Regions from separate parts of the Gossypium arboreum genome. Here region 1 is linked to region 2. Evidence: chromatin contacts called from public Hi-C data. All regions are on one chromosome and are shown on one strand. Each heading gives the region's core, a stretch centred on a gene start, on an enhancer-like site or on the middle of the called end of the contact. The rest is flanking DNA. Distances are from core to core; before and after follow the strand shown.

Region 1 (3,648 bases), core at 185-2,684, 340 kb before region 2:
CAACCATCATGCAGAATAATTTCATAACAAAACAAGACATCTCATAAAGAAATAATTAAGCATATTAGATTGTGAGATCAACGATTTCTGTACCGATACCAATATCAAATCATACAGTAAGCAAAAACCTATAATTTCCGAATTAAGAGTAATTGGGTGAGATCAACCTAAAACAAAAGTTAAAGCATGATAATTAGACATGGATTAAATTGGAGCATTCAACCTATTTACTTAAAAAAAAAAACCAGAGATTGAACTACATTATTAGATATCAAGTAACTGTGTAAGTTGTTAGGTGCTTAGAATTAGAGCTAATTTTCTATAATCTTACATGTAAATGTAATCTATTTCAAGTTCAAAATATACAAATATATATCCATTCTGCAACCCAGTATCCTTTCACTCACCCAATATGCTAACATGATGCTGTCATATGTTGCCAAAATGCTAGATGGCAACAATTTACCAAATACTAAATTTCATAAGGTAAATGACTCACGAGAAAGAGAAGACGAAAGTTGGTAACAAACAAGGTTCCAGCCTCATCGGTATTAACAAGAACAACACCATGGCCCTGGAAAAAAGAAGTAAATTAAAAATGGCATTACTTATGCTATAAAAATGGCATTACTTACGCTATCCTTTTTATAACAATAAAATTATTTATTTTAAAAAAAATAAATTAAAAATCACTGAATTTCTCGTTTCAGTTGAAATAATAATTTGTGATCTAAATTATTTGTTACAAAATGCCTGCACCAATAATTCAAATTGCGCGCCCACTTAATTCAAGGAATTTAAAACAAAACAAATGATCCTTAATTACCTCATCTAGAACTCGCTCAGCTTCAAGCAAAAACTCGAAATTGGCATGTGAAACCGACCTCGTAACTGGCTGCAATTGAAATTCATTAATGTTTCATTAAAATCGATCAACTAATCAACCCTTAAAAAGAAAACCCTACAATTGGAAACATGAATTTTCCAAAAAGAAAAAGAAAACCTCAATTTTGGTCCATTCAAGGGTGTCCCAACTACCAGCACCGTCCAACCTTTCGCAACCGATAGAAATGTCTCTGGCGGAGACCGATCGGGACGGCCTCGATGCAGCCATAGCCGGTGATTATTGAGTTCAATTTTCAGCGCTTTTTTTAAGGGGGAAAAATGAAAATTAAAAAGTAAAGAAGTGATTGAAAGGAATGATATTGGGGAGAGAAAGTAGAGGAAAGAGACGTGCGGCAAAGGGAGGGTTAAGTTTTCGGCTTTTCGGCATCGCCACATAAACAACAAATGCGTGATGGGTTAGTTTGATGATTTCATCATTCAATTTCGATCCAACAAACCATTTATGTAGGACTCAATTTTACATCTAACCTTGTTTTTGCGGGTGACAGAACCGATCATTCCATTCAATTCAATAATTTATTAAAATAAAATATTAAAAATAATTCAACCTTTAATTCAAATAAAATTTTAATCTAATCTGTTTGATTTATCAGTTTAACCGAATTTTGAAAATTATGACATTCATATCAACCTATATATTGGTTTTCTTAATTAAATAGTTTTCTTTTTCTAAAATTAATTACATGATTCATACCTATAAATGTTAACATGCATAATTTATAAATTTATTATTTTACTTTTCTAATTATGAGTTTGGATTTGTAAGTTAATCGTGATGATGAGATTAGAATCTTGTAGTATGAGATAAAAATAAATTAAATATATTGTAGTGTACTGCCCTGCTCATTTAAACTAACATTAAATCTTAAAGGAACAAACGATTGACTAAACTATTTATTTATAAAGTTTGGATGATATTAATTCATTTACAATTAGTAAAGTTTTGATCAGTTTTATTATTTGTATTATTCAAATTAGTTAATTTTAATTTTGCACTTTTTAAATTTTGGAATTTTAGTTTTATTAAAGGATTATAGTTAAATTTGTTTGATTAATTATGCTATTTGTCTCATATTATGTGTAAAGTTATAGATTTAGTCAATGCTTTCTAACTAGATTACTCTTAATTCTATTTTTCAAAATTTGAAATTATAATCTTATTGCAAAATAGTAGTTGTTGAATCTATTAACTAGTTTTTGAGTAAATAATATGTGAAAATAGTAAATTAATATGGTATTACACAAGTGGCAATATATCTGCAGTATCAAAATTTGGAAATAGCATAACTTGATTAATTTAATAACTACTATTTAGTTAGAACTAAAATTTTAATTTTTTAAAGTATAAGAATGAAAAATAAACAAAGTAAAGTACATAGACTAAATTCACAATTTACGCATAATATAGTGACTAATAACAAAATTTAGTCTTTTTAATTTCTATACTTTTCAAATTTTAAAATTTAGTATTTATGTAAATGACAAGTGACAACTATTAAATCTCTTAATATGTGAAAACAAAAAGCTAACATAGCATGATGTTAATAATACGACAAGAATTGAAGTATATAATCTAAATCTATAACTTACTTGTAATACAAAGACTAATAATATAAATTAATATAAAATTTTTAATTGAGTTAACACTGAGACACCATTACATTTAATTGAGAAAGGAGTAAAAATTCATTTAAAAAATAAATGTATTAAATTATTTATATTTGATGATTTATAATTTTTAAAATAAAATAGTTTAAACCACAGCCTTAAAAGAAATCTTAAATGGGTGGTTTATTTGATTTTGATGTTAAATTTAAAATAGATGAGCAGGTTGCATGCTAATGTTAATATTATATATTTCTTATATAATATTTTATTTATCTGCTAGTGAGTATCACATAATTTAAATTTATTTTATATTTTTAAGTTATAGAGTTGATTAAACTCATTTGATTTTTAAAGATAAAATGTATTAGTTGATGGAATCTTAATTTGATTGGTATTAGTATTGTTGTAAATATAGGAGAACGTGAGTTTGAGTGTACTAAAACGCATTATTCTTCTATTTATGAGTTGAGGAGGAACTATAGATAATTCTAAGTATCATGTCAAAAATATCAATAAAAATATTTACAATACTTCTCTAAAATTTGTATTTATAAACAGTAGAAGTATACATGATATAAAATACTTTATATAATATTTTATGTTTTTTAGACTAACTTAAATGCAATTTTTATTTTATATTAAATAAAATTAAAATTCGTTCATTTGAATAATTGTGTATTCTTAATCGCACATTCACCTTTAATTAGAATTGACACTTCAACAAAATAAAGAAAAAATATATTGAAAACTGATTTATTTTTAAAAAAATTCTCCTTAATATGAGCTTTGTTTAGTCTAATGTTAGTCAAACATTACGAAAAAATTATAAATTTTTTATAATCAGATTATCTTTTATGTAATTCATGTTATATAAAACAATATGAGATTTGAAACAAAGAAATAAATGTTGTTAGATTTACACCAAACATTATGAATGTTGTAAATTTGTAATAATTTATGTAATTGAATAATATTTTATATAATTAAATAAGATATTGTAATAATTTATATAATTGAAAACTGTTTTGTGCAATTCAATTTGACGAAAAACTTATTTTAGAAACCTTTTATAACTTGTCTAGAAAAACTAAACTAAATATAATTTTCAATTTTGTGATTTCCTCTCAGTCCTAT
Region 2 (3,778 bases), core at 397-2,896:
TTGAGCCAACAAGTGGCCCTGAATGGAAATAATTTGTTTTATCTGGTGCTGGAATTGGGCCTGATTTAGTGCTAAATATTCCCAACGGACCTGAAGAAAACCTAGGAAGGCTAGTGTTCTCAGTTGGATGAACGGAAGCATGCATTAAGGCAGAAACTGATTGGCTGCGATGCATAAAATCAGAATCCATCACCTTCGAATCCCCAACATCTACCTTGTGTTCAAATCCGAAGACATGTTTGATCCTACTGAATATCATGAATATCGATCTTGCTAAAAGACGAATCGTATAATCATAAGTCTTATTCCAAAGAGAGCTTGCCCGTAGGCTCTTCACTTCATGCTGCTTCAACATAACCTTCTTATGAAATTCAAGCCAACTCTCCTGCACTGAATCACCACTTTTCATCCTTTTTAGTGTTTGCTCGAGATCTGCAAGCAATTCCATCTCTTGATACAAAGTTGCATTCACTGAAATGAAACGTTCCATCTTCTTCACTTTCCTTTCCATCTTCTTCAACGAAAATATCCAGCCGTAAGGGTCGACACCATTCTGGATCAACTCAGTGAAGGCAAGTTCAAAACTCTTCAACCCTGGATCACTGCATTTCTTCACAAGCCTAGCCACAGACTTCGCCACGTGGGTAACATTTTCGACCATTTCTGCACATATCAGGCGCCCAATGTATTCTTCATCTTCGGACACTAACTTTTTAATCCCGACAGAATTCGTGATTTCCTCTCTCAACCTAAAAACCTGCTTATCACTCAAACACTGCCATAAATGCACAAGCTTAGACATCAAGCTCGCAACTTCGAATGCTAACACTCCGATCTCAACCTTCTCAGAGATTCCATCTTGCCTCCGCGGAATTTTCCAAAGATTACGAAACCAAGATTCTGTTACCATCTTTTAGTCCCAAAAATGGATCTACAAAAAAAACAATTCAATAACAAAATCTTTTAAAAAACAAGCCAAGAAATTCAGCATTTTGTTTCACAGATTCTTTCAATTTAAATTCCAAAACCAATTTAAGATCAAGCAATTAAATTAAAAACTAATCAAACTAAATCACCAACCTAGAAATTGATAAATCACAAATTATCTTTTAATGGTTCAATCGCTTGTGATTAACCTAAAAAGTAACACTTTTCAAATCAAAATTGAATTTGTTTTGATAAATTAATAACTCAATTGAACTATGAAATTACCATCAACATAATACCACACAAAGGGTCTTATAAAAGCTAAAATGAAATTCAAAATCAACCATGCTAAACAAAGAACATACCCACAGATTTCAACCACCCAAAACACAGGAAACCCTGATTTCCAAACAGAATAAAACCCCAAACTCAGAAAGAAAATCCAACAAAAAAAGCCAAAAAAAATTAAGTAAAAATGTTGAAAAAAGCACTTACCGATCACATGAAGTGGAAAAAACAACACTCAGTTTCAGAAGCTGCGAAAAGGGGGGAAATAAAAGGGAAAAAAAAAGGGCAAAAAATGGGAAATGAAGAGAAATTTAAGAAAAGATGGAGACGCTGTAGCGAGGAAGGTGCAGTGAAGGCTATGGGCAATGTATGCTTTACTTTCAATTGTTTTTTTAATTATTATTTATTTTATATTTTAAAAAAAAAAAAAAGGGAACAAACCCGAGTGAACATTAAAAGCTTATAATTGTTCGTTTCTTAATAGTCCTTTTACTGTTTTATATTTATTAAAAAGTCCCCACGATTTACACGTTTTCTCACTTTTACTCCATTATATAGTGGAAATTTCGTTAGAGTTAAAAGTACTTTACAGAAAAGCTTTATAACTTGCCAAATTTGACTTTTTTTGTAGCTTTTGTTTAGTTATTACTTTTACTACTTTCTGTTTTTATTTTTAAAATTTATTATTTGTTTAGAATATTTGCATTTAATGCATTACTTTTTTCATGAATTTTTATATAGAAGAATTAAAACTTTAAAATAATATTATTTGATCTGGTATGTAAGTTTCTGTTTTCTCTTTAGTCTTTACCTAAAAAACTAAAATAAATAATAAAAATAACAATTATAAATTAAAATTAAAATTTAAAGTCTTTTATATTTTTTATTATACCCTTAAAATTTTTCCAGGTTGAATAATGATATATGATTAATTAAAAATTGAAAACCTATTTAGTGCAATGAATAGTTTTTCAATTTTTATTAAAATGTTTGATTTTAATCTCCTAATTATATACCATAAAATTAAATATACCTTTAATTATTAATTTTAATAAAAATAGTACTCATTTGACTTTTGATTTAATTAAATTATTAAAAGGTTTGATGATAAGGTTTTGATTTAATTTATTTATTACAAAATTTCATGATAAGGTTGACAGAGATAAGTGTTTTGTGAATAATTTAGATATGATGAGAATGTGCTTTTCATTGGAACATTTTTTTATTTATTTCAACTCCTACATTAAAACAAAAAGAAAATTGATAGGAAATAATTAAAATAATATTTCTTGTTAATTACTTCATTTTTCTTTTATCTAATAAAACTTCTTTATGGTGTCATAATTCTCAAATAAATTTTCATTTACTGTGTAAAATTTTCTTAATCATGATCATGTTATTTCAGATTTTTCTCAAATTTTGATTTTTTTCCTTTTGTACTGTAATGCTTTTAAGATTTTATAATTAAAAATAGTATTTAATTGTTTTTTCTTGATTCGGGTCAATCAATATACTTTTACAAATATTATATATTTATTTGAGGAAAATATTAATCATATTTTTCTTCTTCTATCTAACTAAATTAATAGTATATACCCTATTGAGTAATATTGTCTCGTATCTCATCAATTGAAGCATCCAGGTATTTATACTATCACAACTTGCAACCTGACCCCATTGTTTTGTCTCAACTCCATCATTCCTAAGATTAACATTCTGTGCAGGCTCTAGGCCTGTTGGACACGTGTTTCGTTTTGAGTCGCTTGCAATGTACGTGATCCTCTCTATTCCTTGGACTGACATTCTAAGCAGGCTTTAGGCCCACTAGACGCATGTTTTACTCTAGGTCACTTGCAGAACACGTGATCTCCCTTCTGTGAGCACCTTAGGTATATGCGGACTAGGGCCGCAATCCTCACTCAATTTGTTTGAGCTGGATCCGCAAGCTAGATCAGCAAACTCTCCTATTATCTTCTCGTGCTTCGCCTCGCACTCAATTATTCGGTGGCACCTATTCAAGTCACAGATAACTAACTCGAGTCTTATCTAAAACTTGGATTAGCTATCACTTATATATAACATACCCTAAACAACACATAATGCTACTTATAGTTTAAATTTTCATAACATCAAATAATAAAGTGGTTATATTAAGAATTTAAAGTGGAAGTAGATTATGACATAAAATATATTATAAATAAAATAAAATTTGGTTTAAATGAAAATTTTAAGATTTTGGTAATTTTATTGTTATGAGTTTGAGTCTAAATATTTATGAATTTATTTTGGATTTAAAATTTTTATATATTTTACATAAAAGATAAAAAAAAGCTACCTCATTATAATGGTTGTTGTTTTAGATATAATTATTTTTAACTAAATACATACTTCAAATAATTAAATAATTAAATATATTTTTATTATATATTGAATGTTTATCCATGTCTTGTTTTTAAAATTAAAAATAAATTGCTTAAACAACAATATATATCATTTAGCTTTATTATACAAATTTAATAATTAATAATTCCTAACTATGTCTTTTAATAAAAGCCAACATATT

The links. Hi-C and Micro-C count contacts between places; a contact is called where the count stands out from the background.
Region 1: a Hi-C map of leaf shows a contact between it and region 2, with 4 times the contacts expected there. The contact joins the promoter of LOC108483564 here to the promoter of LOC108483336 in region 2. A contact is called at or near these places in 2 of 5 Hi-C or Micro-C datasets (both in leaf).

The regions. Positions count from the first base shown.
Region 1 is chr1:94,815,634-94,819,281 of ASM2569848v2, reverse strand. It overlaps LOC108483564 (phosphatidylinositol-3-phosphatase myotubularin-1), which reads right to left and starts at 1,434. Exons shown (of 20, transcript XM_017787027.2): 1 at 1,004-1,434; 2 at 827-895; 3 at 500-574. The coding sequence starts at 1,114.
Region 2 is chr1:94,478,455-94,482,232 of ASM2569848v2, reverse strand. It overlaps LOC108483336, which reads right to left and starts at 1,646. Exons shown (of 3, transcript XM_053029420.1): 1 at 1,423-1,646; 2 at 1,293-1,326; 3 at 1-931. The coding sequence starts at 910.